Regions from separate parts of the Mus musculus genome. Here all the other regions are linked to region 4. A link is a contact called in public Hi-C and HiChIP or PLAC-seq data. All regions are on one chromosome and are shown on one strand. The core of a region is the stretch at or near the end of the contact, and the rest is flanking DNA. Distances in the headings are between cores, read along the strand shown.

Region 1 (7,092 bases), core at 374-2,873, 550 kb after region 4:
CATTCTTGTCTGAGACCAAGGCACTGCCATGACTTCGGGCAACATGGGATAGCATCTGTCCTGACTGGGTGAAGTTTCTGGAAGGAAACTTTGCTTGTTGCTACGTTCATCAGATGACCGAGGCTAGAGAAAGCATGATAACCAGAACTCAGAGACTTGAAGGAGGGCCGTTCCTGCCTCTTGGGTGCAGTGATGCCCATAATCCTCACGTGGTGGAAGGATCCAGTATTTCCAGTTCTCTCAGATGGTATTTTAATAGTATCAGGTCATCGCTCTCATGGAGGCAAATGTGGACTGCATTTATTTCATTTTAAGTTGAAAAGGGCAAATCTCTCTTGGACAAACCAGAAACACAAATTAAAGGGTTATGAGCCTGGTGGAAGAGACGCCTACTAATCAACACTCCTTAAAGGGCCAGAAAATTCCTCTGCCTCCTTATGAAAATCCGAGGTAGACCTTCATGTTCCTGTTTGCGGGAGAAGAAAAGCCCAAGGCTTGGTAAATGAGCTCACAGTGAGATCCCTGAAATGCTAGCAAGTTTCACACTCCTAGGACAAAAAGACCTGGTGTCTTCTCTCCACTGATTTAGGATGTAGAGACCCGTTCAAGAATTTGGTGCAAGCTGTTTATAATTATAATCCCTATCTTAAGGTTACCACATGCCTGAATTTATTGTCCTTAGACATACAAGAATATGGACATTGTCCTGTCAAAGAAAATCAACTTTTAAAATCATCATAATTATTCCTCTTGTACTATTTTACTCTTCCTGTGCGTTTATGACTTGGTTTGAGAAATTCTAGATGTTGATGACGAATGTAAAACTCATTTAACTGGGACACTAAAGAACTAATGAATGCTTGCCACTTGGTAGACCACAGGCAATCCTTTACTGATGGTCCAAGAATTCTGGGCTTGTCCTTCTATAGAAGCTGGCATTATTAACTTGCCTCATAAATCATTAATGGTTCTCTGTTCTACTGACAGCTCCCATTCCACAAGGTTCTCAATAGCCACCTTCGGGCATCCTTCCACAGCTCCACAGCCCGTGCCCATCCCCTGGACGCGCAAAGCAAGAGCACTTGGCATTAACTGTATGCTGAAAGATGCTAACACTATTTTTTGACACTGTAAAGAATCCAGAAAACATAATGAAGTTGAAGCATTGCTCTCTCATTGCTGCTGATTTCTCTTTAAACTCAAAACAAAAGCAAATATTAAAGAGAGAGGCATAGCTCGGTTAAGTTGCACAACTGCTGGCCTAGTCTGAAAGCACTTCTCTGGGAAGAAGACTTTAAAAAAAAAAAACAATAGAAACAAAACCTGGAAACAGAGTGATCCAAAGATCATAGAACTTGAAATGTTCCAGAATTTTCAAAAAACACCCGTGTAGAATTTGTTTCGGGTCTAGCATCCCTGTGATGTGTAGCTCTGCTTCCAAAGGCTGTTGTTCTTGCAGATGTGTTCTGAGACACTGCTGAGCAGATGATAAACCCTGCCAGCCAGCCCCTCTTATGGCCCAGAGAATCCTTGGTGCCTTTGTTATAAAGCTCAACTCCTTGGTGCACAAGGCTGAACTCTGGGGCCCAGCTGCTGTCGGTTTGAGGTGCCTGACATGGGGACAGGAGCCTTCTATGTCTTTCGACTCCAGCACGGCAGCTGTACTTCAGTTTGGTGGGGCACATCCTCTCTTACACGTTTCCTGCTATGAAAGGGGGTACCCTTGCCACATGTGTCACAGCAGGCAGGATGATCTTCACCAACAGAGGCCATTCGGTGTCCAATTCGGCCGTAGATAAAGCCATGAGTGAGCATGCAAGAAGGAAACTGAGGCAGGAGGATAAAGTCGGGTCATCAGATGCTTTGTCTACTCCGTAGCTTGGAGAGAAGGGAAGTGTATTCATTGACCGCAGCTAAATGATGAGTTACCTTATTTAATGAGTGATTCCTTTGGGTGATGATCTTATAGAAATGCATAAGGTCCATTAGGGTTCTCACTATAGGTCACCATTTACATATTTATCTGAAGCATCAAATGATCATGAGTTAGTTCTGATCTACTCAAACAGTCCACCTGTAGACCTTTGGTGAAGACAGCATTCAGAGTATGGAATGTGTTTTCAGAGGAATCGAATCTAGACAAAAAGAACTCAGAATTACTCTGGCCAGGAGGGTATGTACAGCTTCTTTTGGTCTCGTTGTTTGGCCAGATAAGCAGTGAAACCGGCACCATGCTTCCTGGGGCGATCATCTGGCTGTCTCTTTAAGGGTTGTCATCAGGAAGCCTTTCCATTTGGCACTTTGGGCCAAGACGTAGTGAGACATTATTATTAAATGCTAATATCGAATGCACACACCAAAAAAAAAAATGTGTTGAGAGGAAAGAGGGTAGCATTTGCTTTAGAGATTTTAATGAAGGGCTGAGTTTCCACCCTCTTGTTTAAACAAGGTCTATTCAGCATTTGACAGATGTGGTATTTGGCAGGTCAGAAGGATGCCCGCGTATAGGAAAGCATTCATTTCCAAGAATCAAAGACAAGGAGAGTGAATTCGGAGCAGAGACAAAATTGAGAGGAGATAAACAAAGCCGGTCTCGCTGGAGCCTCAGCAAGATGTCAGGCTAGGAGAACTCAGGCTCAAGAGGGAAGAAACTGATTCCAACTTCTCCTTCTAATGAGAACTAATTTAGCCCTAAATTAGAAACAGGAATAGTTGAGATAAATATTAAGTTCTGAGAGAGGACTTGCCGACTTTTCTGTTTTGATAGAGATGAGAAAGGGACCAAGGTTTATTCCCTCAGAAACACAGTTGGTGGGAGACTATTTCAGAATAAAGTCACACGTGCGGTCTCATCTGTCCTGGCGTGACGAGCTTTTCAGCGTGAATACCGCCTCTGACTCATGGCTTACTAATTGATCCTGCTCATCAAAACCGTGACTTTAGAGACTGTGAGTCTCTGGAGCAGAGCCTTGTAGAGCTGAAATGCGGGCTGCCTGCAGGGTGTGAGGCCTCAGCAGCTCATGACTGCAGAGCTGAGATGTTTGGGAAAGGCATGGAAAGAAGGAGGCGCTTAGTCTGACCCCTAATTTCTCTGAGACTGTGGCAGCGTCCGTGAGCCAAACTGGGTGCAACTCTTGTGAAAGGAAGTAAAACCCCCAGCTGGTATTTTCTACAGAAAAATAAGAGAGAGATGGAAGGGGGTGGCCGAGTTATCAGGACCTTTTCTCCTTCCCGCACCCAGGGAGTAGCTCATGACTCTCCTTTCTGTTTGTTCTCGGGCCTTCTCAGCAGCCAGTGGTCAAACTGGACACTAAGAAAAAAAATTAATCCACACAGAGCCCATTTTTCAGATTTGTTAAACTGAGGAAAACGATTCTTTCCATGAGATAGGTTGATCTGAAGTCTAAAGTGACTGCGGAGAGGTAAGCTCTCTCAGGTGTGCCCAGGGCTCGGAACATTGACACTGGAGAACAAAAGAGAAATGAATGGATTAAGTTACTGCTGGGTTTTCAGAGACATCCCAGGGACCACCATTTACAGAGAATTTCAGCACAACAATAGATTATTGTGTTTTTTTTTTTTTTATTTTGGTTTGGTTTGGGTTTTTTTTTTTTTTTTTTTTTTTTTTTTTTTTTTTTGCCTACAGCCACCCTGTTACAATGGCACATTACCAGGTCCATTTGTGTTTTTAAAATATTACAGTAACAGCAACAGCAACAATAATAAAGCCTAATTGTTTGAGTCTTCAGAAAAGACTGCTTGAAAGGAAGAATGGTGCATTAGTCAGCCTACAGAATAAATGATAACCTGCCCTTTGATTCAATGAGTCTTTATTAGGTGACAAAGATTGGGTCCATGTGTGTGTGATGCGGTGCGCCTTGGGCTAGGCCTCTGTCTGAGACACCGCACGCCTAGGTCAGGGCACAATAGGACCCTTTGTCTCTGCTCCAGGCAGGATTTTTTTTTTAAGGAAAGAAGAAGAAGAAACAGAGAATCCACTTCAGCCTTTAAATCAAATTTACCTTCTGCCCCCTTCTCCCCAATAAAACACCATAAATAGCCTGGATGAAGGTGGAACTTCTAAACTGACAAGCACTTCTATGAAAATTCTGAAGATATTCTATGCTCCGCTAAAATCTGAGACATCTGAGGGCTTTAGAATCCAGTGCTGACTCTCCTGCCCACCTGTCAGACATTAGCAAGCATCACATACCCTCAACGCATTTGCTCTGACAATATCTCTTGTGACGTTGAGACATTTCGACCAGTCCAGGGTCCCGACAGTTCTGTCTCCCTCCCACTGGAGCACTGGCACACCACACCTGGACAGCTCACCTCCTCTGTAGAGTCCACAGCCTCTCAGCACAAACGCCTTCCACGGGAGGGAAAGCCGACCCTGTTTCCATTTAAATGTGAGAACATCTGTTGCCCAGGAGATGGGTTTGCTACCAGGCACTACTGTTAGATTCCTCGCCAGCGAGTCTGATGCCTTCATGTGGTTTCTGTTTGCTTCTTTAAACAGTTAATTATGTTTTATTCTTTCTTCTATAAAAGCTAAATTTAGCCAAGTTTTATACTAATTTAAAACATTTTCTGGAAATGACAGAAGGCCATTGTTTAAAAGGCAGCGGAGAGGCAGAGTTCTGGATGGCTGTCTCACAGGAGCAGGGCGTGGGCGTGGGGGGATGATCGTGGCAGCCTGTGGCTTCGAGGCTCAAATTTTATTTGATGTATGTGGACAAATAGCGATCAGGTCGTAAATCAGTTTACACTGCTACTCACATATGTATCATGACTCGGAAGACAGGAAAGGGTGGTTTCCCAGCCCTTGCCCGCCATGTTATTCTCTTCGTGTGGTTGGAGCCGAAAAGCTGTGCGCTTGAAGGTTAGCAAAGACTGTCATGTTGACCTGCTGCTACCAAGAACATTGATGTTTGTGGGAGCATCCATCATCCTTAACCTCTGAGTCTCATCGGAAGCATTAACACATGGATGGGACACTGGCTCCCCTGGGAACACCCTGTTCCACGGTCCCCATCTAGGAGGAGGACGTTTGGCAACATCTGGAGACAGTTTTGCATGTGGCATCAGAACAGGGGATCGTACTGGCTTCTAGTTGGTAGAAGTCAAGGGTGTTGGACTGTAGACAGTACACAGCCAAGTTTTCCCTGCCAAAGAGTTGTCTAGCCTCAGATACCAGCAGTACTGAGAAGAAACTAAGAAGCCAAGTGTTCAAACTATGTAATAATTAAATACCAGATGCAAGAATGTGTGTGTGTGTGTGTGTTCGTGTGTGTGTGTGTGTGTGTGTGTGTGTGTGTGTTCGTGTGTGTGTGTCTGTGTGTGTCTGTCTGTCTGTCTGACTGTGTCTGTGTCTTGTGTGTATTATATGTGCAAGTATACACATGCATGTATGTCCTCCATGAGTACAGAGACTAAGGACTATATCAGGTCTCATTCCTCAGGCACCATCCAGCTTGTTTTCTGAGACAGTCCCTTACTGACCCATTATGCTAGGCTAGCCAGCCTCTAAGCCACAGAGAACAGCCTGCCTCTGGCTCCCCTGAACTACGATTACAGATCTACACACCATGTCCTGGTTGTGATGCTTGCAAGGCAGGGCCTTCTCAAGCTGAGCCATCCCTTCGCTCCCAGTAGTAAATTTTAAATCCAGGTTTTTGTCCTACCCCAGCCCAGTTAGGAGCTACCAAAGCTCTGTAGTAGAAAACCTTGCCCGGAAAGGCCAGCCGCCAGCTGCGGCTCCCATGGCTGGGTTCTGTTCACCATCTCCAGGGGCACTTTCAGCAGACTCAGCTAGCATACGGCAGCGCGCGACTTCCATTAGAGGAGCACACTTTGGTATCCTCTCTAATCCTCTTTATTAACTTCATTCTTTTTAAAACTGTCATTGGGTTCGGGATTTATTAAGTGTAAAAGAGGTCATGTATTTTTTTTCTAATTTGATTTTTCTAATTTGATTCTTTTTTTACATTTCAAATGTTCTCCCCTTTCTAGTACCCCCCAGAAGCCCCCTATCCTATCTTCCCTCCTCCTGATTCTATGAGGGTGCTCCCCTACCCACCCACCTACTCCTCTCTCCCCACCCTGGCATTCCCCTATGCTGGGGCATCAAGCCTTCACAGAACCAAGGGCCTCTCCTCCCATTGATGCCCAACAAGGCTATCCTCTGCTACATATGCAACTGAAGTCATGGGTCCCTCCATGTGTACTCCTTGTTTGGTGGTTTACTCCCTGGGAGCTCTGGGGGGGGGGGGGGATTGGTTGGTTGATATTGTTGTTCCTCTTATGGGGTTGCAAACCCCTTCAGCTCCTTCAGCCCTTCTTCTAACTCCTCCACTGGGGTCCCTGTGCTCAGTCCAATGGTTAGCTGCGAGCATCTGCCTCTGTATTGAGTAGGCTCTGGCAGAGTCTCTCAGGAGACAGCCATCTCAGGCTCCCGAGGTCATGTTTTTAACCTGCAAATTTAGAATGAAGACAGAATGGGAATTGGGAGGAATACTGGAGCGGGAGTGAATGGAAAAAGTAGAATGAATGGAAAAATAGAAAGAATGAGTATGAAGAAGTCCAACAAAATGAAGAGGAGGGGGCATGAAGGGTGTGCCTGCCTGACGTTTCCTGGTGGGTGGCAGAAAGTCTCCCACTGTGAGGCTCCTATTCAGCCTTCTGTGCCCTCTCAGACCTGACTCCATTCTCTTCTCTGACACCCACAGAGCCTCCTTCCTTCCAAGACAGTCAAAGCCCATCAGAGCTTTGACCCTAGGAATCCATTACTGTCACCGCTGTGGGACCAGGGTCACAAGATGACCCCGTGCCTTCAATGTCTGTTTCTCTGATGTGGCTTGTCTGCCACCTAAAACCTGTGAGCTTAGAACTCTCAGTTCACCAGGCACTGCCAAGACCATGCAGGCTGGAGCATCGTTTGTGTCAATAGTATGAACCATGCAGGCTGGGCCAGCATTTGGGTCCAGGCTGTGCACAGCATAAACCTCAAAGCTAAGCTTAGCTGAGAGACTCTGATCCCCTTGGCTAACCATCCTCTGCTGGTCAACTGGACACTTTATTCAGCAAATA
Region 2 (7,215 bases), core at 3,486-5,985, 670 kb after region 4:
GGCGGGGAAACATAGAAGCGAGAACTGTCTGGTGCCTCAGTGTTTGAGAGTGAAGTGAAGACCTCAGGGAACCCTAAACAAGCCAATGCTTGAGTAGAAATACACGACCCCTGCTGCGGGGAAGTTTCTTGGCCCCGTCTCCCCACCCTATTGCTGATGGCAAGCATCTGAGAAATTTAGGAGCCTCGGACACAGAGTTGGGTCTGAGAACATTTGCTGGGTCCACGTGGAGGAGGAACCTTGTGTTTATGGCGCGTGATAAGCACCGAGCCTCCAAAAGGCACATCTATGGAAAAGAGGCTGGAGTTTGGTAGGTCCATAGGATGGCTCATGATAATTCCTAGCCACCCATCCCACTGTCATCTTGAGGTCATCAGCAGAGGGATGGTAAGGTATGTGAGGGTTACATCTTTCTAGGTGGACAACAAGACCTATGAGAATACACTTCTCTGATCTACCATTGTTTCTAGTACTGTGGGGAGGCCATGGAAGATCAAATGGAAGTGCAATGATTAATGTCCATTGCATGGACAGTCAGACAGGACAGTTCTTGTGAAAGATGTGTTAGAACAACCCAGATAGGAACAGCCAGGAATCATGAAAGGCTGACCACCCCCCACCCCCAAGCAGGAAAACCCTAGACTTATTTATTAGATTCTTCTGATGCAGAGAGAGACCTGTGCATAGCCTGGCTAGAGGATGGGAGAGGGAGTTCCCCGCCCCCACCCCACAGCTCTCTGAGGTGCTTCTCTTGGGCTTTGCTTTGGGGAATTGATTCTAAGAGGACAAGTCTGGTGTGTAGGAAAGGAAAACACAGCAGTGTCCCAGGTTCAGGCCAGAGAGAACAGACATTTAAGACCAGACCAGAACTCTGAACCTACCCCTCCACACACACACACACACACACACACACACAACGCACGAGGAGAAGAACATGGGGGCAGACACTGACTGGATCTCTCTTGCAAACATTTACCAAAGGGGGCTAGGCATTTCACCTCTGTGGAATTTTTCTATTTCCCCTGTGTCAGAATGTTCTTCTGTGAGTTGAGAGTGTGGAATGAAGGCTCTTAAAGAAAGAACAACCCTTTGACATGACTCACACCTCAGAAGACAAAGAACAATGAATCCCTGGCTTGCAATTCAGCTTTCAGACCCTGTGTCCTGGCAGGCACAGCGCCACCCTGCCATGAGCCTGCGTTCTGCAGAGCGGGTACGGACTCCCTCTGGAGCTGTGGTGTTCAGGGAAGAGACGCTCCCTCATGCTGCGTCTCCGCGCTGGCACTTAGCCACCGGAACCACACACGCATGGTTGTGGGAACCACGGTTTGCACCCTGGAACTCTGGCTGGCTGGGACAAGTCCTATTCCTGGTAGCCTTGCGGTGTCTCTGCTATGTGGAGCACCGGCAGTGAGGATAAAGAGTCTGTGCTGGACAAGCCCAAGCAGTCCTCACTCTGGACATCACTACCATTCCCTGAAAGGGTAGCAAGGGGAGACTCTCTTGCCTTTTCATACTACAACTGAACTGCTAATGGTCAGGCCAAGATACTATCTCACCCTAACAGTACCTCACAGGCTGATGCAATGACCCCTCCTCACAGGAGGGGAGTATGCCCACTTGCCTCAACAGTAAGAGGCAAACTGGTGTCTCCATTGCAACCTCTCAGACTGGAGAGTCATGCCCTTGCTCTCTTGTTGCCTGAGCACTGTTGGTCCGGGAATAGGGAACAGTGGAGCGGTACCCAGATACTAGAGATGCCTGGAGCCAGTACAAGCCACAGCACAACCGGCATCATCTGTTCTGTTTTGGGGAATATTCTAGAGGATATTGCATTGGATCTTCTTTTCTGTCCCCATGAATATGAATTTCTCTTAATACTCTGCGGAAGAATGAACGCTGTAATCTCTGCTTAATACCCTGGTCAGAGGAACACAGGGGACAGGGCCTGAGTTCTGTCCGTTAAGCCACCTTAGAAATTCCCAAGCAGCTCTAACATTTAACAAAGTGAGTAGTACAATGCTAGACTACAAGGTTGAGCACGCACAGGCCATGGGGCTGGGGTAGAGGTGACCTCTGCTCTCCCACCAGGGTCCCGAGTGTAGGCTCAGTGACAGCCCTTGGCACAGAGATCTGGGAGCTGCGCAGGTAGCGGTGACCCCCCAAAGGAAACAAAGCCACCTAGTGGCTTGATAGAGCCTGGATTAGGTCGGACTTCAATCTAGGCTGGGCCCTGATTGACATTGTACAGGTAATAATAGATCCATCATCACCACCCTCTGCAATTCCAAAGAAGAATAGCCACTCCTTTCTTGGTGCCTACCATCACCCTAAGGCATGTTAAGGACCCTCATAAAGTCTCAGCTGTTCACTTAATGTGACCGCCCAAGGGCCAGCTCTTACTGCATCCAGTTTTCAAAAGACAGTTGGTGCTCCCCTGAAGACCCAGCAGCAGCCCAGAGCAAGCTGGACAGAACAAGCCACCTTCTGCAGGCAGCCCGGACCAACATCTCCAACATCCCCTGACCTGAGCCACATGAATAGAGCCTGCAGTGTGTGCTACTGTCAGTACATTCCACTCTGTAAGACACCCAGAGGCATGAGGTCCTCCCGCTCGCTCACTCGCAGCTTCCCACAGGAGGTGTCAACAGCTTCTGTATGAGTGACAGTCTTGTCCCTCCATACAAAGGGCTGAGCCCAAGCTCCCAAACTAAACTACCTGGGGCCTCTGACACCTGACAGTGAATTTCTCCTCACCTTATTTAAGGGAGGAGTAAGGACGAATATGAGGCTGGAGAAGAACCACTGGGGGCTGGGGACAGGAAGTCATCTTTACCCTCAGCCTTTCGAGACTCTATAGAGGAGAAAGCAATGGAGGAGAGGATGATTCAGCAGGCGCTCCTAGGATGGCACCTGCCACATGGTGGCTGAGCCTGACTACAGGCCTAGAAAACATAAGTGGACGTCAGAGGTGCAGGCAGCTCGTGCAGTGCGGTGAGGAGTCGGGGTGGGGCTTCTTTAACAAAGTTCGGCGAAATAAGTTATCTGCAGGAAAGGACACTGCAGAGACCAGACGGGGCCTTTGGTGCCCTCAGAAGCACAGTTCTGTCTGGACGCCAAAGGCCACTCTGTCTGGAGGAGAGACGGTGCCAACGGAGAATGAGAGGTGTTATGAAAACAGCGTGTTTTCTAGAAGCGGGTGACTTATCCCTGAACCCTTGCACAGGGAGGACTCTGCCTAAATACAGAGCCCTTTCCAGACCTGTCTCAGACTGATCTGGCTGAGAGGAGAGGCCTCCCTCGTGGCGAGGGCTGAGCTATTTCCCCTGGGAACTGTCTGGCAGCTCTAATGAGGAATAGCACTTTGCATTTATAGAGAGCCTTTCATCTGTGGATCTCAAAGCTGTACCACAAACATTAATTAACTCTCACACCTGGGAGGCAGGTGAGTCTGGTTACCCCCCAACCCCATTTTTAAAAAATGAGGAAACAGAGATTTGGGAGGAAAAGGATTCTGGGGCGAGCCACCGGGGTTAGGAGTGTCCCTGATGTTGGGAATAAGCATTTCAGATTTGTAGCATCCTGACCACAAAGTCAGGAGGCCTCCCCGGGATGAGTGAGGAATTTGGGTACCGGAACAGGAGATGAAGCCACACAATTCCTTCTTCCCTTTCTCAGGTGGCCTGTCACCTCCTGGGTCTATAGATGTCATTTAGAATGGGTCCCTCAGACCCCGAAGGCCTTTGAAACAGCCTTACCAGGCAGGTCTCCATCCTGGCTCACTCTGGATGCCTCCCTTCAAAGTAACCGTTGGAACAGTGACCGCAGCCGAGACGCACATGACTAACCAAAATGTCTGCAGCCAGTGGGAGACAAATGCTTGGCAAATCCCAGGGCTCTTTCACAACCCTCTTTTCTTCCAGGATCCAGAACTGGTGGGAACTGACTCCTGTTATCACTGGTTCTCACTGGTGTGCTTAGGCGATGCTAATCCAGTGCTGGCTACCTGGGGAGTGGGGGTTGGGGGAAGGAGCTCTGGGGTGACTCCTGTCTGTTCTGACTTCTGGAGCTGTTGTGGGTTTACTGCCCACCGCAGAAGCCAAAGGAAACACTGCTCAAAACCACCAGAGGCAAGCAGCCTTTCAGTTGGGTCACCTGCCCAACACCAGGGCTGTGAAAGCTGACATTGCAGAGTGGGGGGTGGGGGTGGGGCATCCTCCAAGCATCTGGGGGCGCCACCACTTTCCTACACAAGGTATCCTGGGTCTTTCTTCACAAGGGTCCCAAATGAGAAGGTGCAAGCCTCCCCTGGGGCTCGCCCTGACACATCACCCTGGAAACTGACTCAACATCTCTGTGTCCTGACTCACATCCTGTTGTGTTCTCTGAGGCATCCGAGAGGGCATTACACCAGCTACCCATGACTGAGCTGCACTGGGAGGGCGCCCTGAGGATGACTCTGCCTTCTGCCTTGCAGAAAGAGGGGGAGTCTTCTAAGGAAAAACCCAGAACAGGCCCCTTGGGTTTATCCATTCTCAGAGCAGATTTTGCGCGTTAAGAAGCAAGTGGCCCTGCATTGCATGGCCCACTGTTTATTTTCAATGGATCGAGGGTGAACGGCTTGTTGTTTTAGAGATGCCCGCCAAATACTCAAGGAACAGAGCCCTGACTACAGCAGAGCCCCAACGTCCTGACCCAGAAAACCCAGGCTGTGAGGTCAGGTGCCAGGGCCACCAAAGGCTCAAGTGAACTAGGCTGATGTCCCCGCGTGTCCTTTCCTTGGACAGGGAGGGAGGGCACAAGGCTGAATCGGGATGCTTTGAGTTTTCGAAACAGGAACATTTATTTACTCTTCTGATTGGAGTGAGCTTCATTGATCACTTTAGATACGGCTACTTCTCTTTGCCTCGGGTGTGGGGCATTCTTTCCCCCTCCTCACCCCATACGCATTAGTTACTGGCGTTCTGGCTTTCCTTTCAAATATGTTTTCAGAACCAGAAATTTCCCTTCCAAAGCTGCCTCGTCTCCAGTCCCTAAATGTTGGTGTTTTCATTTTCATTAAGTAACTGACAGTCGACATATCTTTTCAGATCTCTTATTTGGTGGCTATGGCATCTCCAGATAATCTCCAATTTTTGAAGATTTCTAAGTAATATTTCTGTTACTGGTTTTTGTTGTTGTTTTGTTTTGTTTTTCGGGGGAGGGGAGAGTGTTGTTTGGTTTTAGTTTAAGTCCTTGTGGCCTAAGGAAATACTTTGTATGATTATGCCTTCAAACCCAAGCAGTCTTCTGTGGCCTCAAGTGTAGTCTGCCTTAGCGAGTGATCTGTGTGCCTCAGAAGAAAGGAGCGGCCTACCGGTGTTCTGTAGGTCAAACTGATACTGTCCAGGTCAGCCGAGTCTGAATTTCTGCTTGCATGGTCTATCGGTGACTGGAAGAGGGTGCTAAAGTCTCCTGCCGTAAGGATGGGTTTGTCTGCTTTTCCTTGTATTGCAGTTAGTGAGACCCTTTGTTCACGGGACACCTGTGAAGGAAAATGTATTTTTGGTTTTCCGTACTATCATAACGTAACTTATCTCTTATCCCTGAAAAGCTCCATCTTCAATCGGCTTTGTAGAAAACTTGATACAGCAACTCGGGCTTTCCTTGGATTGGTGTTAGCACAGCTTCTCCACCCTTTTATGCTTGCCCTATCTGAATCTACATTTAAATGAGCCATTTGTATGCGTCAGGTAGTTAAGTTTTATTTGTAGCTTGTTCTGACAACCTCTGTGGTAGATTTAGACAATTCACCTTTATAGATACAGTTGGATTATGATCTGCCATGGTCTAACTTTTATGCCTGTTGCACCTGGTTCTTAGTCCCACCCCCGGCTTTCCTGCCTCCTCTGAATGGAATGAAACATTTTATGTGACTTCATTTTAGCTTGTTTATTGCCTATCGGGTAGGAAAATGATTTTTTTTTTAAAATAGTTTTGTGGGAGCTAGAGAGCTGGGTCAGACATTAAAGCACTGAATGCTCATCCAGTGGACCTGGGTTTGATTCCTAGTAACCACTAGTGGCTAAAGGCGGTCTGTTAACTCCAATCCCAGGGAAATCCAACACACGATTAAGGTCTCCCTAGGCACTACAAGCATGAGGTACACAGATATGATGCAAGTAATACAACACTCATATGCATTAAACAATAAATAAATAAATAAATAAATAAATAAATATTTTAAAATTGCTTCAATAATTGCTGTAGAGTTTAAAAACTAAGCCCACAATCAAATAATGTTATTCCTTAATTGTTATATGTTACTTATATTTAAACTTTTGTTTACATTTTTAAATTTAGTGTCTCTCTCTGTGTATATGTGTGTGCCTCTCCCTCTCCTCTTCCTCCTCCCTCCCTCCCTCCCTCCCCTCCCCTTCTCTCTGTGTGTGTGTATGTGTGTTTGTGCGTGTATGTGTCTGTTTCTCTCTCTTTGTGTGTGTGTATGTGTGCATGTGTGTATATGGTGTGTATATGTGTCTGTCTCTCTGTGTGTACATGTCTGTCTGTCTGTCTCTCTTTTATGTATGTGTCTGCTGTCTCTCTTTGTGTATATATGTATATGATTCTGTCTCTCTCTATGTATATGTCTGTTTGTCTCTATGTCTGTGTATGTATGTATGTATGTATGTATGTATGTATGTATGTATGTATGTGTATGTGCCTGTCTCTGTGTGTGTGCTGTCTGTCTGTCTATCTCTCTCTCTCTGTCTCTGTGTGTGTACATGTGTATGTGCCTGTCTGTGTGTGTGTGTGTGTGTGTGTGTGTGTGTGTGTGTGTGTGTGTGTGCTGTGCTGTACATATGGAGGTCAAAGGACAACTCACAAGAATTAGTGGTTTCCTTCCACTATGTGGGTCCTGAGGATCAAGCTCGTGTATTGGACAAGCGCCACTCTGCTGAGATGTATCACTTCTTTCTTATCTGTCATTATTGCCAATTATTTTCTTGATCTTTATGCTGTAACTGTCCAACAAATTGTGGCTGTTATCACTTCTAACAGTTAACTTTCAGATCCGTTATGAATAGAAAATGGGTTTTATTTTATTTGATTCACTTCTTCTGGGATGACCTCCTTTTCACCCAAGATCTAAGTTTCTGGTCCATTTCATTTTCTTTCTGTCTGAGGCCCTTTAAACATGTCTGTTGGTGATCATTGATTTCCATTTCATCAGAA
Region 3 (7,017 bases), core at 4,354-6,853, 530 kb after region 4:
ACAGTTTGAAGGTGCAATCTATCAAGTCAGAAAGCCATGATGGCTGGAGCTAAGGATGGTTGGTTTCATCATGTCCACAGTCCAAACGCCGAGAGAGACAAAAGACAGTGCACACATAGCTTACTTCTCCATGGTGACTCTAAATACCGTCAAGTAGACAATACAGATAACCACCACATCACCCATAATATCATCTCATTGATGATGAACCTTCCCATAAGGCAGGAAGACGCGAAGTAGGACAGTGAAAGACCATGGGCCAAACTCAATCTTTTATTTATTTATTTATTTGTTTATTTATTTATTTATTTATTTTTGGTTTTTCGAGACAGGGTTTCTCTGTATAGCCTTGGCTGTCCTGGAACTCACTCCGTAGACCAGGCTGGCCTTGAACTCAGAAATCCGCCTGCCTCTGCTTCCCAAGTGCTGGGATTAAAGGCGTGCGCCACCACTGCCCAGCCAAACTCGATTTGAAATGGCTTTTTAGACCCGAGTCTTGTTTCAGTGCGTCAGTTATTATAGGTACCAACTACCTCGCCCTCGTGTCTTTACAGTCTGTATATGGCTCCGGACAAACCAGCTCCAGGATTAGCTGCTGCACTAGCCTGGCCTTTCCCACGGGCTTGCATAGATATTTTCATATATTTTGGTCTCTTCCTTTGTGTGGCTTTCCCTAGGGAGCCTCGTGAGTTCTTATCTAAAAGCAAAATAATATTAATAAGTGGTTTCAGCACTTAACCTTCAGATCACAGAAAAAGAGTGATATCCAGAAAGGTCCAAAGCACTCCTCAGTAGAGATGCTAAGGTCAGGGTGATGCTCTGGGCCGTAGATGCTGTTCATACATCGCAGTGTGTGTGTGTGCTAATGCTTCATGTGCACTGAGTCAATGCATCTGACAACTTGTTAAGCCGGTATTGTAATCCTATCATAGCGTAAGTAGAACTCTAGGCCAGGTGCTGTCAGGGGCAGACCTGTGCTCAGGACAAGGGAGCCTGTCCACAGAGCTCTAGTAGGTGTGACTAGCGCTCTCTCTCTCTCTCTCTCCTCTCTCTCTCTCTCTCTTTCTCTCTCTCTCTCTCTCTCAGTTCTGCCCTTTGTACTCTCTCTATTCTATTGTTTGGGGAGCAAGAGGAGAAAGGACTGCAAATAGCAATTCAGCCCACCTTTTCACAACCTACATTTTTCATGTCTCTAAAAACACATCATCAGACCATGATCAAATGAACTTCAGAACAGATGGGAGCTGAAGCCAGATGTCGATGCTGAATAGATTACCAGATGATGGTGGATTGCGTGATAGCTAGCCATGTTTCAGTAAACAGTAGATCTCATGTGTATAATGGTGGTCTCTTGAGGTTGTGTACTGCCCAGCAATGCCAAATCTGTCTTGCCTTGTACAACTACACCCTATGACACTCGCTCAAGAATGAGATTTCCCTAACAGCACATATTTCAGAACATATCCCTGTTATTAAGAGATCTGTTACTCTATATATCTTCAGGGAAGGTAATCAAAATATCAGGGTACAGATAGGTAAAATACAATCAAGGACGGCAGCCAAACAAGGAGAAATATCCCCCTCCAGGCAGACTGGATGCTGGTCTGGTGGTTTGATATTAGCATCTATTTGTCCAGGTCTGTCTGAAAATAAATCATCACCTCTAAGCCACAAATGTACCTGTGTCATTCCCCAATAAATCACTTGGCTGAACACAGTGCAGACTTTTCTCAATAAAGGTAGTTGAGAATTGTAATTATGCAGAATGCTTGGCACTAGCCTCTGGATTATCAACCTATGCAAACAAACAAACAGGGGGAAAAAATATTAACCAGTAAGACAACGACTTACAGGAAAGGCTCAAGAGGATTCCCCAGTGGATAAATAACGCTTAAAGCGTGTCTCGAAGCAGAGATTCTGGATTCTTCTGTCATCTCTGAGGCTGTAGGGTCACGGGAGACATCCCAGAATATTAGCAATGGTCCTGACTCCTCAGCAGCTCCAGTTATCCATGCGTAGCTGAAGATCTCAGAACTGGAAGCTCAGCCCACAAGGACGAAAATCTGACCCTCGTCAATACAAAGAATGGTAATCTGTCTCCTGGAATACAAGGAGCCTGCCTGGCTCGGCACAGACCAAAGTCCCGTTCTGTCTGAAAATTCTGGCAAGGGAGACTCTGAGGTCACTGAAACATTTTTCTCTCTTTTTAAATGTTTCATCCGGGTGGCTCAGGAGAACATGTCTCTGGACACGAAAAATGAGTCCTCAAGAAGACGGAGACTTAAATAATAGGCAGCTCATGGTTTATCAGAGCTGGCAGAATTTTCCGTCTATCCGTTTAAGCTATTCTATGGCTGTTCATAAATGCTGGGATTTTGTTGCCTGGATCTGGCTCACAAGTGAGCAGCAAAGATCAGGGAAAAAAATAACTGTTGCTTTCGGACTGGGAAAAACAATCGTGAAAAGCATGAAAGTGTGGCAGACACATGACGAGACAAAGCAAAACAAAATAATGCTCAGGGGATGGAGAGATGGCTCAGTGGTTAGGAGCACTGGATGCTTTTCCAGAGGACCAGGTTTGATTCCCAGAACCCACACGGTTGCTCCCAACTGTCTGTAAACCCATTTCCAAGGGATGTGACTCCTTCTGGACCTCAATGGGCACTCTACAAAAGTTATACACAGACATCTGAGCAGACAAAACACAAAGCAATCATAAACCAGTCTTCTTTCAAATTACTAATGCTTGCCCAGGCATCTTGTTGCTCGCTCGAGTTTAAAAAGAAAAATCCTTAAGTCTGACAGTATCTTTTTCCCTCCTGAAAAAAAGTATAGATAATAGCAAAAGTATAAATTAAGAACTGGGTTTCTGTTCTGTACTTACAGGCAGTCAGTCAAAAGGGAGACATGTCCATTTCTGCTGCTTTTAAGTACCATAACACCCCCACTCCTCTGCCCACATGGGTGGCTGACTGTGGAATTCTGTGGAAACCCAGCAGAGCAGAGCCCTCATCCACAGTAAGTCCCTGCTTATTGAGAATGTTTTCACAGAGGACGCATCTGGCGTGAGGCATTCCCTAGACCAGGAAGACGCTGGGTATTTTCGGTGTTGCCTTGTGGGCTCACAACAAAACTTTAGAGTAAATGAGGGCCTGGCAGCGTGTCTTCCATAACTTTGGGCCAGGTGAGAATATTATTCAGACAGACACCGAATCTAGGCTATGCAGTTACAGGTTTACAGTCTGGTAGTACTAGTGTGTTTTCCTGCATCTTCATTGATTGCAGTGTCTTAGCCTAGAGTGAAGTTATGTCTGCTCAAACCCACAACAAATATCTAACTACCCCAGCTCTCAAATGCTTGTGTTGTAATGGTGGCTCAAAGTCCATTTAGGGGTTGCATCTCAGCCATTCTTCCCAGCGAAGCAGCCAGCAATAACTTGGGCACAATGAACCATCCGATTAGAACTTTGGCTAATGGATTGGAGTCAATGACTTGACTAAATTGACCAGATTGGCAACTGGCTCAGAACTTATATTCTCAGCTCCAGATCAAAGATGACCCTTTAGAGATGGGTTTCAGAGGATGCTTCTTAGCATACAAAATCAGCAGCTTTTCCAATAAATAGGCCTCCAACTTTAGGTTATTGAGAAATAACAACACTCCTGTCTATCAGCCTCATGTCAATCAAATCTCCATTCCTGGGAATAATGAATGATTGATCTTTGGGAAGAGTAGGGGATTCAACAGTAGGTGGATCCTGAAACTTTTCCAATATTTTACTTCATTTTGAACACTAAAATGCATATTAATAGAAAACATGGGTATTTATGCTTTTGGAATACTTAGTAAATCCCTTGTGATTTAGGCCCAAATTCTCTTCCAAGATTTACTTTCTGCAATTCTTCACTATAAACACTCCACTCCAGTGCCTCTCACATCCCTGTTCTTCCCAGCCTGTGTCTCTTCCAAGACTCTCTTTCCTCTTCCTGAACTCCAGGATGCTTCCGTCTTCTTCAGAGCCCCAAATGCTACTGCCTTACAAAGACGTTTCAGTCTCTGACATCTCTACCCTCCTGCCTTCAAAAACGGAAATGATCCTTTCTCTCCCCTCCTCCCCTGCTCCTCTTTTCCCTCTCTCCCTCTCCCCTCTTCTCTCCCCACCATCCCTTTCCCCATAGAGCTACCTGTAGGAGATCCCAGGGTACTCGGCAACCCTTACCCAGATGTTATGGCTTTAAGTGTATCTTGTAGTATGCTTGACAAGTTAAAAAGTTTCTGTAGGACAGAAATTTGGCAAATAGAAGGAATGAAGTCAAAATCTAGAGGAATTTTCCCCTACCATTGATCAACTGGTTGGTAATCTATTTGGTGTAGGTAGAATGTCAACAGTCTGAAAATCTGAAATACTCCCAATCCAATATCATAGACCTGCCCTGTCTTACGTGAAAACGCCAAACATTTACTGAGTTGAAATGCATGTGTCTGGAAAATATCACATTGTAGTGTTTAGGATTTGTCAGCTTCCCACCACCTAGAATCACCTGAGAGGAGAGCCTCGATTGAGGGACTGTCTAGATCAGGTTGGCCTCTGAGCATGTCTGTGGGAACTGTCTCGAGTGGTAACTAATGTCAACCCCTCTGGGCGGCACCATTCCCTAGGTAGGGGGTTCTGCACTGCGTAAGATGCTGGGTGACTGCAAACACCAAGGATGCATATGTTCTCTCTTTTCTCCTGGCTGTGGGTGTGGTGTGACTAGCTGCTTGGGTTCCTACCTTGGACTTTCTCAAAATGGCCTACTGTAACTTGGAGCTGTAAGCTGAGGAAACCCTTTTCTCCTCAAAGCCACCTTTGGTCAGGGTATTTTCCATAGCAGTAGAAATGATACTAAGACAAAAATGAAATTACTATCAGCCTGTGTATACAAGGAGAAATAAGTAAAATTCGTGCTTAGATTTGGGTCTTAAGTCAGTCCTAGATACTTCATTATATATACACAAATCTTCTAGATATAAAGAATCCAAAGCACTTTTGCTTCCAAGTATCTCAGGTAAGGGGCATTAGCCTGTACTATACCTGCATGCTTTCTCTCTTAGTGTGTGGGCAAGCCATCCAATTTCTAAGAGCTTAGCTTCCTTGTCTGTAAACTCTCAAGATTCATTCTAAGAATGTGGCAAGTTCATGTACGTGCTGCAGGGCAGACACTTAAAGCACGGAAATTCGGGCATGTGTGATGTCACCACCCTTTGCTTTAAAATGTTTCCCTCCATGCTTTCAACAACTGAGCTACAAAAACAGATTTATTAATGGATTCATTAGCATAAACGAGAGGCCAATCACCTTAGCTATTTTTGTATGGTGTCAATAGCTCTCTTCCTTTAATAATAATTTTAAAAGTCTGACTGTTTGAAAGATCTTTCCAAGGAGTCCTGAGAGAAGAGGAGGCAGACAGAAACGCGTAAGGCCCTAGAAAGCTGAGGTTGCTGTCATCTGCACCCCATTTCATGCCAACCTCATCTTATTCATGTTCTACCCTCCTTTGACCCCAAGATTTCAGGTCTGGGAAATAGAACCAAATGGAACATGAAAGCTGAAACGAGACCCAGCCACACACGGCGAGCCCTCTCTGTCTTCAAGTCAAAACTTGGCTGAACCACAAAGGTTCACCTGGTTTTGAGTAAAAAAACCACACTGAACCACCTTTTTTTTTTCCTTCTTCATGGTTTCAGTTTGAAAATGAGGTTTCATGCAAAGTCTGCCCCAGTTTCAGAAGTGCTCCCTTGGCAGAGCTTGGGCACAGCTTGAGCTAATATGGACTGGGCTTCGTTGGCACCTCGGGTCAGCCAGCATTGAGGGGGTGCTTCTGAGTCTGCCTGTGAAGACCCAGGGCTTGAGTAGCTTCGTTTCTGCAATGATTTACACGACTGGGAAACATCAAGCATGGAAAGAAGAAGCATCAGGAATTAGTTCATCTCCTTGCTCATGGATGTTTCCAAGGGCAACGACAACAAAATGAAAATGAGCTTGTTCTAAAAGTTCCGCATGCAGAAGGAAGCAGAGAAGAAATCTGCAGTCATTCTGAGAATAATCCAGGCTGAGACCCCAAGTCTTCAGTATCCCTGAAATAGTGAAGATGGACAAACTTTAGGAGCCCCCACAAACGTGGACTGACACAACACCAGTTTTCCCTCCATGGGAGGAGTGTGTGCAGAGAGGGGTGGGTGTTCACACAGGTGCCCAGGAGGTCAGAGGTCAACTCTTGGTGTCACTCTTTCAGAGATACCGCATCTTGTGTTTTGAGACAGAGTCTCTCTCTCTGGGACATAGAACTAAGTAGGCTAGGTGGGATGGTCAGCAAGCCCTAGATCTGCATGGCTCCACTTCCCCAGTGCTGGGATCACGTGTGGACCAGCACGCTTGACGTTTTGTGGGTTCTGCTGGTCAAACTCAAGTCTTCAGACTTTCACAGCAAGCAGTTTATTGACCGAGCCATCTCTCCCACCCTTCACTGGGGATGCTCTGGTGTGCAGAAACATGAGAAAGGATGTGTTGAGACTGCCACAAGGCATTGATTACATTGAAAGCTTCTAGGGGAAACGAACGGCTTATTAAAAATAGCTCAGCCTTGTGGTGATGTAAAAATCCAGACACAAATATTCTCCACATATGACTCTACTGGATCCAGTTCCTGGAGAGAGTATGTGAGGTCAAGGAGCTTGTAAAGGCGGACATCTGGCAATTTGTCCATCTTTTTCACCCACAGACAAAACCTGCACCCACCTGTGCACTCTGAGGTCACGGGTGCCACAGTGAGAACGTCTATCAGGACACTGGGGGACAAGGACGGAAGCCTCCCACATCTGTGCCCTCCCTCTGCACAGATCCACACCAAAGAACCTAGGAAGAAAGACTTACAAGGGGCTGACATCCAGCAAGCTAGCAAATCTGTCCGCGTCAGGACTCAGTCTGGGCTATACTGGTTTGGGAGACTCGCATGAAAAATACAAGGTTTGACGAT
Region 4 (7,747 bases), core at 3,845-6,344:
GGTTTGTGTTAAATAACATCCCAAGCTATCTTCCTCATAGCTTGGATATTCAATTAAATCATTAAGTCATTACTTTATTCAATATTCTTGTGCTACTGTGCAGTAGTTATGTTGGTGTTTTAGACATGAACAGAAGTTACCAAAAGACACAGTCATGACAATAATGGTAACCTAGTGTATGGCAGGAATTTACTATACAAAAAGATCATTGTCATTCCCCACCCCACCCCCCCCCCCCCCGTTTTGTAAAAGTTTATCTTTCTACGAAAATAAGCAGGTCTTGGTGCTCTCAAATGGTTTCACATATAAAGATTAAATAGAAAGTTTTAAGTAGTAAACCTCAGTCATTAGAAGGGAGCTGTTATGATCTGACTTTTCTGTACGCTATAGAGAGGTACAGGAATATTCCTAAGTTTTTATCGCCCAACAGAGCTAGACGTGGGTGGTATCTCATCACTGTCTTTTCAGAGAACACCACTTTGATAGGAATAGACAAAGAGGATGCATAATTGAAGCTATGGGGAAAGTTATCTTTGTGTAGCAGTTATTTATTTAGCTTCACTATATTTATTATTTTGAATGAGTCCCATGTTCTCAGGGTTCTCTTGAGTTCATCACGCGGCAATGTATGACCTCCAATTTCCATTCCTCCTGCCTTTGCCTCCACGTGCTGTGACTACAGGCGTATGCTGCCACGCTTGGCTTGCTAAATGGAACTCAGGGCTTCATATGTGCTACATAAGTAGCCTACCATGTAAGCCACATGCTCAGCTAAAGAATGTTAGGGAAGTTTGGTCCCAGACAGAAGTTAGGAAGAGCCCTGCAACGTCTGATGGGTGTCCAACCTTGGGACTGAAATAAACAATTATTCAACAAAATCAAGGCAATTTCAAACAGTGCTGAGTGACTCGCTGGTCCCACTAAGGTGTTGATTAGAGAGTACTCTCAGAAAATAAAGCAGCAGGGAGATGGGGGTGGGGGTACCAGGGGGCTCTGCAGCAGTGGGATGGGGAATACCAGGTGACTCTGTAGTGAGACAGGAGGAGCATGCAGTGGTCATGACCCCTGCAGGGGTCACCGATCAGATGTCCTGCATATCAGATATTTACATTACAATTCATAACACTACCAAAGTTACAGTTATGAAGCAACAACAAAATAATTTTACGGCTGGAATTACTACACCATGAGAAACTGTATTAAAGGGTCGGTCGCAGCATTTGGAAGCTCGGGAACCAGACTGCTTTAAATAAAGCAAAATTGGGAAACCAGTCAGACGTGAATGCAGGGAGAACATTTACACCCCGTCCCCAAACTTGGTATTAGAGATGTTTTAGGAAATTCAGTCTGATGATTTTGTGGTCATGTCTCTCTTTCTCCCTGTTTGTCTTAAATCCCATTTCTTCAACGGTTCATGAAATTCACATTATTTATCGGTTCTTTGTAGTTTATTTTCTAGTTGCCTGTGAATATTTTCAGCAACTCACCAACATAACCTTCTTTTCATTCTTGTGAAGAGCATCCATATTTGGCAAAAGTGTGAGGATCTGATATCTTAGTAAAGGAGAGCAGGTCTTTCTCAAGTTCCTGCGGTTGAATGACGGTTAAGGGTCATCAGCTGACCAACAGGACCACAGGAGTCTCTCTGAAGCGATTTGTGAGGCTCCCTCCTTGTGTATCAATTCGACTCGTCTTTAAGTGTTCTTGTTCAAAAGTGAACAGTGAGTGTTCACATTTGAGGGCACTTAATAACAAACAAGCAAGCAAATGTCTTTCTTTCCCCTGCTGTGCCTTTCTCCTGCTTTGATTTAGAAAGGATTTAAAGCTATGAGGGAACAAGTCCCTGTTTTCCTTCGATAAATGTTAAAATTTTGATTTTAGAATACAACTAGAATTTGTTTGTCATTGTCACTGGCAAAGAGCAAACTTATTCATTGAGTAGGGTAGTCGTACTTAGAACAGTGTGTCTTTCCCTTGCAACTTTGTATCAGCCCTTCTGTTGCCCATGAACCTGGCATGTGCAGATGTGCAATGCACACATCAATCCTCCCTGGTCTCCCCCATTTCTTCACTCTGGCAAGTCCTGAGCTTCTGGAATTCTCTCTGTAAACTATTTCTTGCTTTCTAGTGGTTTGTCAGTTATTCCTTTTCCTGCCTTGTTGCGTCGGTTAGGTACGTAGGTGCTGCAGTGGGAGCCGGTGTCTTTTGTCATGTCTCAGACTTGGGATTCTCCCTTTAAGGTGGCACTATTGATTCCCTATTATAGGGTTCTGTACCCTGCACATTTTCATGAATTTGGTTTTCCTGTCATGCTTCCAGCTGTCAAGTTTTACCCTTGTAGCCCTCTCCCCTCAATGTTCTATTTCAGGTTTCCTATACATTTTTTCTTATATAATAATCTGTGAATGTTATTTCCTAATATTACTCTGTTATCTATCCTGAGGAGTTTATACATAGACAGCATGTATTGAGTGCCTAGTCATCAATGATATTTTACTTGTGGTTTTTGCATTAATAACTAATCTACATATAGATGAACCAGTAATAGTTTTCTAATGTCTTTGTCTAGTCTATGGGCTACACTCACCATGTAAATAGAAAGAAGGGTTTTCTCTGGGTTGCTTTGTATGAACATGGAAAATGTGTGGATTAGACCTGTAACTTCATGTGGCCTTTCACAGTTTAGCTCCCAATTCTCCAGTAGATGGGCAGGGGTATTGTCAGCTGAGGCTTGGTTTTTATTTTAATTTCCATCTTTGGGATTGAGGCTAGGGCCAGAGGAACCTATATTCCTGCCTTTTAGCTAACCTCGGGGTCTATTTGGCCTTGGCCTTAAGCACTGTTAGGTCCAATCAAACAGCAGTTCCCTGACCATCACCTTGCTTTGCTGAGAGAATTTTAAGAAACAGATGGAAAAGACCATATTTTAAAAAGCACAGAGATTGGAACCTCTCTGCTGTTTCTGGCCCAAATGAGGAAACTCCCAAGGCTCCTGCCATGGTAAGAAACCACAGTTAACAATGGTGAATAAAACCACATCTTAATTTCTCCCCGAATTTCCATTTTACAGAGAATTTGGGGGAAAAAAATCAATCTTCAGAGGCTGTGGAAAAACACAAAGTTGTGTATTTATTTTATTTTATTTTTTATCTTGGAAAAATGTCTGTATCATAATAAAGTCTCTCAAGACACCAGCTTGAGTCACGTCCCTCTGAGTTGGCACATCCAGCAGCAGGCCTTGGGTGTCGCAGGCCCTCAATAAGTGATTGTGTATCGAAGATGTTTGCTCTCCTCAAAACCAGTCGCCACAAATCAGCATCAAGTCAGGCCAGGCAAGAAACATTCTATTTTTAGTAGAGATGGCTCATTATGTTTGTCTGTGTCACTGAAACGTCTTAAATGAAAGAACAAACAAGCAAACAAACAAGCAAGCAGAATGATCATAGGTGGGGACGCTTGTTTTGGACATTAGCTCCACCCCTGGTGTAAATATGTTACTTTGTAACATAATGTGAAGATTCTCCTTAAGTACTGAGTTGAGTGGCCACCACTGCCTGCATTTCTTACCTCAGCCTAGTGGTGTCATTCTCAGATTAATCTGAGAAGCATCGGAAGCAGGGGAAGTTAGCCTCCAGACTCTGCCTCTCCGCTTTCTTCCTTTAAGTGTGTGTGGGGGGGGGGTGCGGGGGGGGGATGGGATGGGGGAGGGGGGAGGGGTGTGATTCTGCAGGCAGCACCACACAATTTTTTTCTCATCTGCATCTTTAGAAATGACAGGTGACTGGGGGAATCTCAGTGGAATTTAGCGAACCAGGTCCATGCAGCCTGCAGAAACGGTGTCTTCACTTCTGTATGGCTGTGGGGTCGTCACGGCCACTTGTCTACCATGAAGAGGTAGGAAAACCCTTTGGACTTCAACTGAGATGCCAGTCCCATGGCCAGCTATCTCCTTGTATGTCCCTTTCAACTGAAAAAGACATCATGTGATAACAGTTTTTATTTTTTTCCTGTTAATTATATTTTCCCTCCATTTGTAACAGCAATGAATACACTTAGAGAGATGGACTCTTTTGTGCTACAACAAACAAGCAAGGACATAAAGTAAACAAATGTTTCATAAGAGATAAGCAAAAGCTGCAATTATTACCATATGTAGTCGGTTTGTCTATCACCTGTCTGCATATCACCTATCTGTCTGTCTGTCTGTCTATCTATGCATCTATAAATCTATCTATCTATCATACATCTATCTATGTATCTATCCAAACACAGAGGAGGGAAGAAAGGGGAGAAGGGAGAGGGAGGGAGGGAGGAGAGAGAGAGAGAGAGAGAGAGAGAGAGAGAGAGAGAGAGAGAGAGAGAGAGAGAGAGAGAGAGAGAGAGAGAGAGAATCCTTTAGGAGAAAGGATTTGTCACATTCTGTGTTTGTAAGCAACTTTACTATTGTAGACAGTCAGTGTATTATCACGATGGCCCCTGGTGTATGTGCCATTACTGAGTATTTGGGGGGTGGGTTCAGGTTCTAGTTCTGTAGCCCCAAGTCCTTGGAGCACCATTTCTTAAAGCATTCTGTTTTAATCGTGTTCTTATGTGATTCATAGAGTGAAGTAAAGTTTTAAGGTAAATCTTATTAGGATGTGACTATTCTAATTTGAACCAAACAGAAATTCAGTTCCCGAACTTCTCTGGTATGCGCTCAGCAGGAGACCTGTGAAGTGAGCAAGACCTCTGCCCCTCCCTCTGACAGGCGACAGGCCTTCCCTGGTGTCAAGGTTGCTGGTGGAGGAAATGAAACCAGGACAACAGGGACAAAGATCATATAGCTACAGAACAGCAAGAAACTTGAAGAATCCGTGGCTTGAGTCTCCCTTTCCTCAAGGCTTCCAGTGGGTCTCGCGGCTTGGTCCAGGCAGTTGATGGGGTGGAATGCTGAGTGTGGGGGAGACTAAGTCTAATACAACGGGCAGCGAGCATGCCTGTGTGTCCTCCAGGGGGAGACATTTCTCTTTCTCCCATGGCTGTGTGTTACCCAAAGCTAAGGTGGTCAGTGACACATTTGCAAGGCATGTCTCTGGGACACAGAGCAGAACAGGCTTGCAGAGCAGCTGCCCTCTGTGAGACTGAAGACCGAACGACTGTCTGTTTGCCCTCCAGTCCACACTGTCTAGAGGCCAACTGCTGCTCCTGGCCAGCAGCGCCTCAGGCCTTCCCATCACCACCCCAGAGAAAACCGTCAGAAGAGCATTGGCAGTTGTATGTTCTTACAGGAGGCCTGGAGTGTCCTGTAGGGACCACCGTAGGGACAATAAGAGCCAGGGACATAGCCTGGCACTTGAAAGATCTGCCACACTGCCCAGTTTGATTTTACGTTTCTCCCTTTCAGCCACTGTTTAGCTGTTCAGTTTACTAGAAATGTCTGTAGTTCTTAAGTGGCTGGTGGCCATTTTTCAAGGACTTTCTTTCTTGGTGTCATTCCTCTTAAAGAATGAACTGCGCAACCACATGCGTCTAGGAGGGTGGGCGAGAGAAAGGAGCAGGCACAGGATTCAAAGAAGTCAATTTAGCTACTTATTAACCGTGCCTGGAAATGTGAAGAGGAAAAGGTGGGAACTAATGACTCCAATGGGTGTTTGAAAAGAACTGGCTCTTTTGTTCCCAGCTCCGTGAACCCTCTCTTTGGAGAACCCAGAGCTGGTCCTCAGTCAATGAGTGTGGCAAGGATCATTTCAAGAACAAATTGAGGAAACGTAGGCACGGGTCTTTCATCGCCTTTTCGCGGTGATTAGATTTATTTACCTCCCTTGCTGGCCCCTTCTCTTTCATGCTTTCCAACCGCTTTAAAATCAAGAGTGAAAAATGAAACCGAGTTCCGGCTTTTAAGAAAATGAGAGAGGGTGGGGGCTGGGCTGGCTGACAGGTGCACACTTCCTGGGAGCCAGAGAATAGCAAGAAGTTTAAGAAAAGAACTGTGTGACCATAGCTGGCCTTGCCTGGGAGAAAGTCACTAATTGAAAGTCTGGCCAACGTTAAATGTGCTGGTGAAGTGCACTGATTTATTGGGACCAGTGTGGGGGAAAGGTCTGTGGAGCAAATTGAAAGAACAAACAGGGAAACGGTGTGTTTTCCTCGCCGAGAGATAGCTCCAAACGTTTGTAAAAATCACTTTGTATTTCAATCCCCCTGCAAAACGGTGAAAAGTTCTGGTTCCTAACTTCTAAGAGTTACTGTGAAAACCCTTACAACATCCCTAAGGTGTTCCTTCCTTGCGTGGGATCCTGTCATCCTCGTGACCGTGTGAGTTCGGGGGGAAGCAGAATTTTGTGAAAATGTTTCTCTACTTTAGACTTTTCTACAACTTTCTACCCAATTAGAGGATGTTAGTGGGGTTTGCTGCGTAGTGTGCTGGTATTTTGTGACTCGCAGGCGCTGATCTGTTTCCCTGGCTGTCTCACAGTTCATGAAGAAGTCTGCTCTAAAAAATGGCTTCTCACCATTCTGAGGGCCATCCCATCCCATCCCATCCCATCCCCCCCACCCCATCCCACCCCACCCCACCCCATCCCATCCCATCCCACCCCATCCCACCCCACTCCATCCCATCCCATCCCACCCCACCCTACCCCATCCCACCCCACCCCACCCCATCCCATCCCACCCCACCCTACCCCATCCCGTCCCATCCCATCTCACCCCACCCTACCCCATCCCACCCCACCCCACCCCATCCCATCCCACCCCACCCTACCCCATCCCATCCCACCCCACCCCATCCCATCCCACCCCACCCTACCCCATCCCATCCCATCCCATCCCATCCCCCCCACCCCATCCCACCCCACCCCACCCCATCCCATCCCATCCCACCCCATCCCACCCCACCCTATCCCATCCCATCCCATCCCATCCCATCCCACCCCATCCCACCCACCCCATCCCATCCCCTCTTCATCCTTCTCTACTGGGTTCTCAAGGCTTGCCCTGAGTCAGTTATGGGTATGCAGCATTTACATTGCCATTATCAGTGACAACATGCAGGGACCTTAGTGGCACTTGGGAGTTAGAATGCCTTCATCTTGGAGATGAGGAGACACAGGTCCACAGAGGTAAAGAGAAGCATCCAAGGCCTCGACGTGTTTATTTCATTGATTTCTAGAATCAAAAGTTATGAATCCCTTACTCCGAGGCTGCAAGACTCATTCAGTGTAGTACATCACAGAGTGGGAGGGAGGAGGGGGAGGGCTGCACAGAGTGAATGAGAAGTGTATGTGTAGCCACAGCTTGCTATTCAGGAATCTTTTCTCTGTGTTAAAAACGTCATCAAATTAGAAGTATAAGCATGCATCTTTGTCCTATTCGAGAAGCCTGACTTGCTGTCACTAGAAGTCATATTTGTCAGAAAATGGGCATCAACTTTTAGGACAAGATTTATTTCTGGTATTTCTCTCTTTCTCTCTTGCACATGTATGTGTGTTGTGTGTGCATATGCACATATGTATGGGCACATGCATAACAGTGTGTAGGTATATGCGTGTACATGCAAGTACACATGTGAAAGCCAGAGGTTGAGGCTGGTGTTTTCCACTATTAACTTTATCTTTTGAGAAACATTTGTCCCTGAACCCAGAGCTCACCGGGCTGTGGCCTGACACTGCACCCCTCCCTCCCTCCCCCTCCCTCAGCTGTGACAGGGTTGCAGACACCTGTGCCTGGCTCCCTACGTACATGCTGGGGTTCCAAGTGTTTATAC

What was found. A called contact is a pair of places that touch in the nucleus more often than the background predicts. HiChIP or PLAC-seq counts read pairs in DNA pulled down with a chosen protein or histone mark.
Region 1: a contact with region 4 is called in an H3K27ac HiChIP or PLAC-seq map of double positive thymocytes, with 6 times the contacts expected there. The contact joins two enhancer-like sites. A contact is called at or near these places in 1 of 15 datasets of contacts at CTCF or cohesin (large pre-B cells), 2 of 484 Hi-C or Micro-C datasets (bone marrow-derived macrophages and double positive thymocytes) and 4 of 115 datasets of contacts at active chromatin or transcription factors (Th17 cells, double positive thymocytes, embryonic basal ganglia and 1 more).
Region 2: a contact with region 4 is called in a FOXA1 HiChIP or PLAC-seq map of pancreatic cancer cells. The contact joins two enhancer-like sites. A contact is called at or near these places in 1 of 15 datasets of contacts at CTCF or cohesin (large pre-B cells), 5 of 484 Hi-C or Micro-C datasets (the N1E-115 cell line, Th2 cells, bone marrow-derived macrophages and 1 more), 5 of 115 datasets of contacts at active chromatin or transcription factors (the 230-238 cell line, T-cell acute lymphoblastic leukemia, embryonic basal ganglia and 2 more) and 2 of 9 other capture datasets (bone marrow-derived macrophages and embryonic stem cells).
Region 3: a Hi-C map of double positive thymocytes shows a contact between it and region 4, with 7 times the contacts expected there. The contact joins two enhancer-like sites. A contact is called at or near these places in 2 of 15 datasets of contacts at CTCF or cohesin (large pre-B cells and thymocytes), 6 of 484 Hi-C or Micro-C datasets (the G1E-ER4 cell line, bone marrow-derived macrophages, double positive thymocytes and 2 more) and 4 of 115 datasets of contacts at active chromatin or transcription factors (T-cell acute lymphoblastic leukemia, double positive thymocytes, fibro-adipogenic progenitors and 1 more).

What each region holds. Positions count from the first base shown.
Region 1 is chr16:92,736,047-92,743,138 of GRCm38.p6, reverse strand. The region is part of intron 2 of Runx1 (runt related transcription factor 1); the gene reads left to right. Among named protein-coding and RNA genes, the nearest start is that of Gm30281, 23 kb to the left of the region's middle. Within about 2 kb of position 1,623, at least 17 of the 459 cell types and tissues checked have an H3K27ac peak or open chromatin away from gene starts, as enhancers often do. A contact at or near this core is called in double positive thymocytes, where this site is marked.
Region 2 is chr16:92,618,086-92,625,300 of GRCm38.p6, reverse strand. All of the region lies in intron 6 of Runx1 (runt related transcription factor 1), which reads left to right. Among named protein-coding and RNA genes, the nearest start is that of Gm30224, 26 kb to the right of the region's middle. Within about 2 kb of position 4,735, at least 171 of the 459 cell types and tissues checked have an H3K27ac peak or open chromatin away from gene starts, as enhancers often do. A contact at or near this core is called in Th2 cells, bone marrow-derived macrophages and pancreatic cancer cells, where this site is marked.
Region 3 is chr16:92,766,242-92,773,258 of GRCm38.p6, reverse strand. All of the region lies in intron 2 of Runx1 (runt related transcription factor 1), which reads left to right. Gm30281 (a long non-coding RNA gene) reads right to left here. Exons shown (of 2, transcript XR_385060.3): 2 at 6,019-6,118. Among named protein-coding and RNA genes, the nearest start is that of Gm30281, 7.5 kb to the right of the region's middle. Within about 2 kb of position 5,603, at least 16 of the 459 cell types and tissues checked have an H3K27ac peak or open chromatin away from gene starts, as enhancers often do. A contact at or near this core is called in T-cell acute lymphoblastic leukemia and double positive thymocytes, where this site is marked.
Region 4 is chr16:93,290,463-93,298,209 of GRCm38.p6, reverse strand. No RefSeq gene overlaps it. Among named protein-coding and RNA genes, the nearest start is that of Gm30588, 32 kb to the right of the region's middle. Within about 2 kb of position 5,094, at least 98 of the 459 cell types and tissues checked have an H3K27ac peak or open chromatin away from gene starts, as enhancers often do. A contact at or near this core is called in T-cell acute lymphoblastic leukemia, Th2 cells, bone marrow-derived macrophages and 2 more, where this site is marked.